Regions from separate parts of the Mus musculus genome. Here region 1 is linked to region 2. A link is a contact called in public promoter capture Hi-C data. All regions are on one chromosome and are shown on one strand. Each heading gives the region's core, a stretch centred on a gene start, on an enhancer-like site or on the middle of the called end of the contact. The rest is flanking DNA. Distances are from core to core; before and after follow the strand shown. Region 1 holds the start of Wdr70 (WD repeat domain 70). Region 2 overlaps Rictor (RPTOR independent companion of MTOR, complex 2).

Region 1 (2,862 bases), core at 53-2,552, 1.4 Mb after region 2:
CCTAATTTTCTGAAGTCAAAAACAGGAGTTGGAGAGATGATTCACAAGTTAAGAACACTTGTTGCTCTTGCAAAGGACATGTTTAGTTCCCAGGGCCCACAAGGTGGCTCACAACCATCTGTAACTCTAGTTCCATGGGACCCAGTGACCTCTTCTGGCCCCCATAGGTACTGCAGGCAAATGGTGCACAGACATAGAGGCAAAACAACCGCTCAGAAATATAACTATATATACATTTATCTTTTAAAAAAATAAATCCACCGGGTGGTGGTAGCTCAAGCCTTTAATCCAGGCAACCGGGAGACCGAAGCAAGCAGATCTTTACGGGTTCGATGCCAGCCTGGTCTACAGGGTGATATCCAGGACAGCCAGGACTGTTACACAAACACACACACACACACACACACACACACAAAACCTGTCTAGAAAAAAACAAAAAACAAACAAACAAACAAAAGAGGAGAATGAATAGGAAGAAGAGGAAAAGAGGAGGTGGAAGAGGGAAGGAAAAAGAAGAAAAGAAGGGAGAAAAGAAAGAAAAAAAGTAAATACTGTAACTACCCTTTTATCGACTAATTACCTAGAAGAAGCTAAGTAGATGAATAAATGAAACAATGAATGAATGAGAACTAGGTACATCAGAGAGACATTTGTTCCCAAAACAAATTACAGGTCAATTTCCATTTGATTTTTCTAGCACTGATACTATTAACAGATGATTATGTCTTTTGAGACTGTTTTTTCTTTTAAATCACCTAATAATGTGACAAGACCAGGGTATACATTAAGACTGAAGAGGAAGAAACGCTATATCCACCAAAATGTTATTTAATGGTCGCCACTAAATGTCTTTCTCAGACTGGGTCACCATAGTAATCCCTTTCCGTCAAGGTTTCCAACTGTCACCTGAACTGGTCTCAACAGTTTAAATGGGACCGATTCGGATTTGGCACGGCGGAAGGCGCCGGTCAAAAGTGGCAGCTCTCCTACCCTTTACTCGCAAGCCCCGGGCGAAGTCGGGCTGGGCTCTGCCCCGGGCAGTCACTCACCGAATCCTGTGAAGCCCATGGTGACCGCCAGCTGAGGGTCGGGTCCCGCCGTGTCTGCGCCTGTCACTGGAGCAAGAAACAAAGGACAGACCGGCCGTCAGCCCGGCGCTCCAGTGCCCAGCACGGCCCTCCACCCCGGCTGGCCCGCCTAACCCACACCCACCTTCGCTGGTTCCCGAGTGCTCCATGACTGCCCGAGCCCACCGCCTCCGTGGATGCAGCAGCGCGCGACTCCCGGCAAGCCCGACGGAAGTGTCGTCACCGAGACCGCGTCGCCAAGAGCGGCCCGGCTGCGTGGGTAGGCAGGCTTTCGGACTCTCGCCCCCTAGCGGTGCGGAGGGAATGCGCTGACAAGCCACGAGGAGGTCTAGTTTGGGAGTTCCCTAAAACCTTTCGGTGGTTTCAGATGCGTTCTCAAGCAAAGTCCTGGCACGTTTCTAAGGAAATCAACAGAATCTTGTTATTTGCATGCTACTTTTATCTATATTCGTAATGTACTTGACGTACATGATGAAACTTCCACTGCTGCCCATCTTCTCAGTATGCTTGAAGAAACCACTATCTAGTTATAAAGATGCCAGAAAACTGAAGAGTTGTTAGGAATGTTTAAAGCGCTTGCCCTCAGTCTCCACTCTCTAGGCTAGCCTTGTTTACTAAGGGTTCCAAATGTTACATGTTACATAACTACTGTGTTTCCAATTTATTTTAGTTTCTTTACAACTCTGTTCCTATTCTTAATGACACATCATTTAATATACTTTTAAAGTCTAAAACAAATACTTGGTTGAATTTTTCTTTTGTCAGAGTCTCTCATTTTGTAATCCATGCCTGGCCCAGAACTCAGAGACCCATCTAGATTCCTCTGCCTCCCAAGCTTTTAAAGATGTGTGCTACCAAGCCAAGTGAAAATACTTCATTTTCACATGCACTCAATGATTGTGGACGTGGTATAAACATGCCTTACTGTGCAACCTGCAGACCTATTCTTCTACTATGTGGTTCTGGGGGTGGACCTCAAGTCACAAGCTTAGCAGAAAAGACAATTTCCTACTGAGCCTTGTAGTCCACTCAAGAATGAAAATTCTTTGATAAAATTACTCCTGAGCCCCAATATTAGACTCCTGTCTCTGTCTATGGTTCATTGATAATGATTATCTAATGCTTCCATTGTCCTTAGAGTAAAAGAAAAATTTATTAGTACAAAGAAGCTGTAGATCTGTGGTTGCTTAGCATAGACAAGGCTAAGGGTCTGTATTGGATCTCCACCACAAAAAAATACAAATTTAATAAAAGGTTAGCCTGACTTCCAAAACCTTTCTATTCCAATCTTGTCATTTTCAACATTCCCATTTAGTGCAGGGAGCGGCCTCAGAACACATAGTCCTGAATGCTTTAACTCTTCACCAAGTCATTGATCCAACCAGCTCATCTCCAACTATCAAATTAAATCTCTCCTGCTTTTGAAAGCATCTGTAGAACTTTGTAGGCCTCCAACTAAATAAGGCCCACCTACCATGTGATACCCTAGTCTGTCTTCATAATATAATGGCTGGGCAGGCACTCTTGAGTGGTTATTAAATGAATTAATAAGAAGAAATGGTTGTGAAGGCAAGTTACTTTTCCTATGCACAAGATGTATATAATTTGTAGCAAGGAAGTTTGGGTTTGCCTCAAGAGATTACTAGTGACAAATTACCCTGAACTTCAACCAGTAAGGCTAATTTATTTTGCCTACTCTCAAATATGTTATTATTGGTGCTAATATTTCTTTTCTGAGCATAAATAAGCAGCCATTAGATACTGGAGTAGAACT
Region 2 (3,084 bases), core at 459-2,958:
AACAACAACAAAAAAAAAACCCTAGATTTTCCCTAAGAAAGAATGTATCTATTACAAACTTGTTGTAGGCTAATAGGTAATTGATCAAGCAGTTTCAGTGCCACTTTTGGATGTTCTTGGGAGTAAACATTAATATAGTAGTATGTGTTTACTAACTACTGTTAACTATCTTGTTATTGAATTAAACTAATTATCCTTTGAGACATGTGGAAGCATACATGCAAATAAAGGATACATTGTAGAAACATCTAAAGATACAGTTTGAAAAGACTATAGGATTTCTTCTTCCATTTACACAATCTGCCAGAAGATGAGTAAAACTCCCAATTGGCTGGATTAGTGTGACTATTCAGAGGAAGCACAGAATAAAGACATCACCAAATACAATTCTTTACTTTGTAGTATTTTTTGTTTGGTTGACTTTTCTTAAATAGAATTAATTGTATATAACAAAAAGTTTGGGATACCTTAGCCATGAAAGAACTTGATATGGGAGTAAATCCTAAAGTATGAAAAATCTGAAATGCTCCAAAATCCGAGACTTTGTTAGAGCCATCTCAAGCATTCACAAGGTTGGGGGGTCTAGATTTTCAAGTAAGAGATACTCAGTTTGAAATAGTCTTGAAAGTAGTTTCAGTCTAAAAATACAAGAAATCAGAACTACTTCTCGTCCCAAGCATTTCACATGGGGGCAAAGTAACCTCTGCTGAACTGTGGTGTCTTTGAAGCCTGTGTAACAGAACGTTTTTGTTTTCCTACAGTTTGCGCTTAGCTTTATTAAATGAGGCAAAAGAAGTAAGAGCAGCCGGGTTGCGAGCGCTGCGCTATCTCATCCAAGATTCCAGTATTCTCCAGAAGGTGCTAAAACTGAAAGTGGACTATTTAATAGCTAGGTAATGTTCTGAGACGTGCCTGTCTTTCTTATGCCTTTAAAGTTTTGTGTTTAGCATCCAGCCAAACCTGTACAGATTTTTGGTGTAAAGCTTAATTTTGCAAAGGTGCATGATCAAGTAAGACCAAGACTAATGGTGTTTTTAGCAAAGGAGGGACTCCCTTTATACTTTCAAGCAATTGTAAATAGTTTTCTCCTTAGAGATTTGTTTTCCTGTCTTTGCATTTCACATTACATGTTAATTAATGTGTATAATCGACATATGTAAGTATACATTTATTGTTTTCTCATCATCTGTAAGGTTCTTCCACATTGATCATATCTGTTTTTAAATTTTATTTTTGCTATGAAGTATTTGGTCTTATGCTTAGGACATGCTTGAATCTGTTCATTCAGGATAGTTTTCAGTGTTGAGCTATTTTGAATGAATCTGCCCTGCAATCTTGTGTAAGTCTGTGAGGTGCTCACTTCTTAGAAGCAGGCATAGAGAAGGAGATGTTGGAACCTGATGCATGTGTGCTTAGCTATGTGATTGTGGTCGGCATCCCTCTCTCTTTGTAAAATGTATTTTTATTCTTTAATCCCTTTTTACAGTCTGGACTTCATCCCCCATCCACTCCCTATCCCATACCTTCCTCACCCCAGTGTCCAAAAGGATGTCCCCACCCCCATCCCACCCCCACCCCACCAGGCCTCCTCTCTCCCTGGGGCCTCAAGGGTTAGATGCATCTTCTCTCACTGAGGCCTGACCAGGCAGTCCTCTGCTGACTATGTGTTGGGGCCGCAGGTTTTTTCTTAAGACACGGCACTGATCATTTAGATGCCGTGACTGTTTGGTGAGCTTTAGTCACACTTACTGGGTTTGGGACTTCTGTTGTTTGTTGCGGTAAATCTCCTCCCAAATAGGCCCGGCAATGAAAACACAACACAGTTACTATGATTACATGCTGTGTGCCTAGATTGGGCAGATCTACCGCTACACTACCATCTTCCACAGCTTGTGAGACCCCCTTAGAACTTGCAGTTTCTTCAGGCCATGTGCTTCTCCTCCGGCTCTTCTTCTTCCTCCTCTGCGTCCTCTCTCTCATTTTCTCCTTCCTCTCTCTCCCACCTTCCACTCCACCTTCCCTTTTATCTGCCTAATCATCAGCTCTCCTTTATTTTACAAATTAAGGTGGGAAGCAGGTTTACAGGAAATTACCTGAGTGCTGACTCATTCCTTGTTCACAACCCCTCACAAGAGAATGGAATTAACATCAAATACAGTTAGCCCCAGGGCTATCCACAACAGTTGTTTGTTGTGGGTTAATTTATTTATTCCTGTTGTTGTATTACTTTGTTTTGACAGGGTTTCTGCTACAAATTCCAGGCTGGCTTCAGGCTTACTGATTCTCCTGTCTCACCCTCTTTAGACATTGTAGTGGAGGCAGTGCCATTATTTTTTCTTCTGATTTTTAGCTACTAATATATAGATAATAGGACGTACTGTCTTCTTTTACAGCAGCCTTGGTAAATCCCTATAGTTTCCCCAGTCTATGGAGTCCGTGGGCCTCCCATGCTTGTGAACTCCTGAGGACTCACCTCCAGGACCCTTAGCCTTAGTCTTGCTTCAGTCCTCTGCTTCTCGAGAACTGCACTGCATCCGGACGTCCCTCGTTCGCGTGGAAGGTGCCAAGTACTCCACTGGCTTGACTTTGCGTAGCTGTTAGTAAACTATGGCCCTCACTTGTATTTTTGAAGTCAATTCATTCATTCATGATGGCTTCTCATTTCTAAATAGACTGAACACATTGGTATTTAGTTTTTAGTTCTGCTAATACATACTTCTGCTTTGGGTACTATGTAAAGATACTATGTAAAACTTGTGACTTGTGTTAGTATTTCCCCTAGGTGGTTACAACTAGACCATGAACCTTACAGGGGTGGGTTTTGTTTGTTTTAATTGTGGCTTACTTTGCTTGGTTGATACAGCACTGTTGAGTTTTCTGTGTTGGTGTGTGTCTGTTTGGGACTCACTAAGGCTTGACTTTGGTGTCTTGGAGAGGTCTGTCTGGGTGCTGCTTCCTTCTGTCCTTGTCTGGTCCTGTAGCATCCGTCAGACACTCTCCTGCTGCACAGCTCCCGTCACATAAATAAATTCAAGCTTCTCACCTTACGACATGGGCGTTTTTTGTCTCATTTGTTCTTTGCAT

Evidence for each region. Promoter capture Hi-C pulls out the DNA fragments that hold promoters and counts their contacts.
Region 1: a promoter capture Hi-C map of stem cell-derived epiblast-like cells shows a contact between it and region 2, with 2.1 times the contacts expected there. The contact joins the promoter of Wdr70 here to the enhancer-like site in region 2. A contact is called at or near these places in 10 of 39 promoter capture datasets (the 3T3-L1 cell line, 3T3-L1-derived adipocytes, the C10 cell line and 6 more), 3 of 115 datasets of contacts at active chromatin or transcription factors (embryonic stem cells and fibro-adipogenic progenitors) and 1 of 9 other capture datasets (liver).

The regions. Positions count from the first base shown.
Region 1 is chr15:8,097,907-8,100,768 of GRCm38.p6, forward strand. It overlaps Wdr70 (WD repeat domain 70), which reads right to left and starts at 1,303. Exons shown (of 18, transcript NM_001081402.1): 1 at 1,213-1,303; 2 at 1,050-1,115. The coding sequence starts at 1,237.
Region 2 is chr15:6,744,688-6,747,771 of GRCm38.p6, forward strand. Rictor (RPTOR independent companion of MTOR, complex 2) reads left to right here. Exons shown (of 38, transcript NM_030168.3): 5 at 762-893. Among named protein-coding and RNA genes, the nearest start is that of Rictor, 38 kb to the left of the region's middle. Within about 2 kb of position 1,709, at least 15 of the 459 cell types and tissues checked have an H3K27ac peak or open chromatin away from gene starts, as enhancers often do. A contact at or near this core is called in embryonic stem cells and stem cell-derived epiblast-like cells, where this site is marked.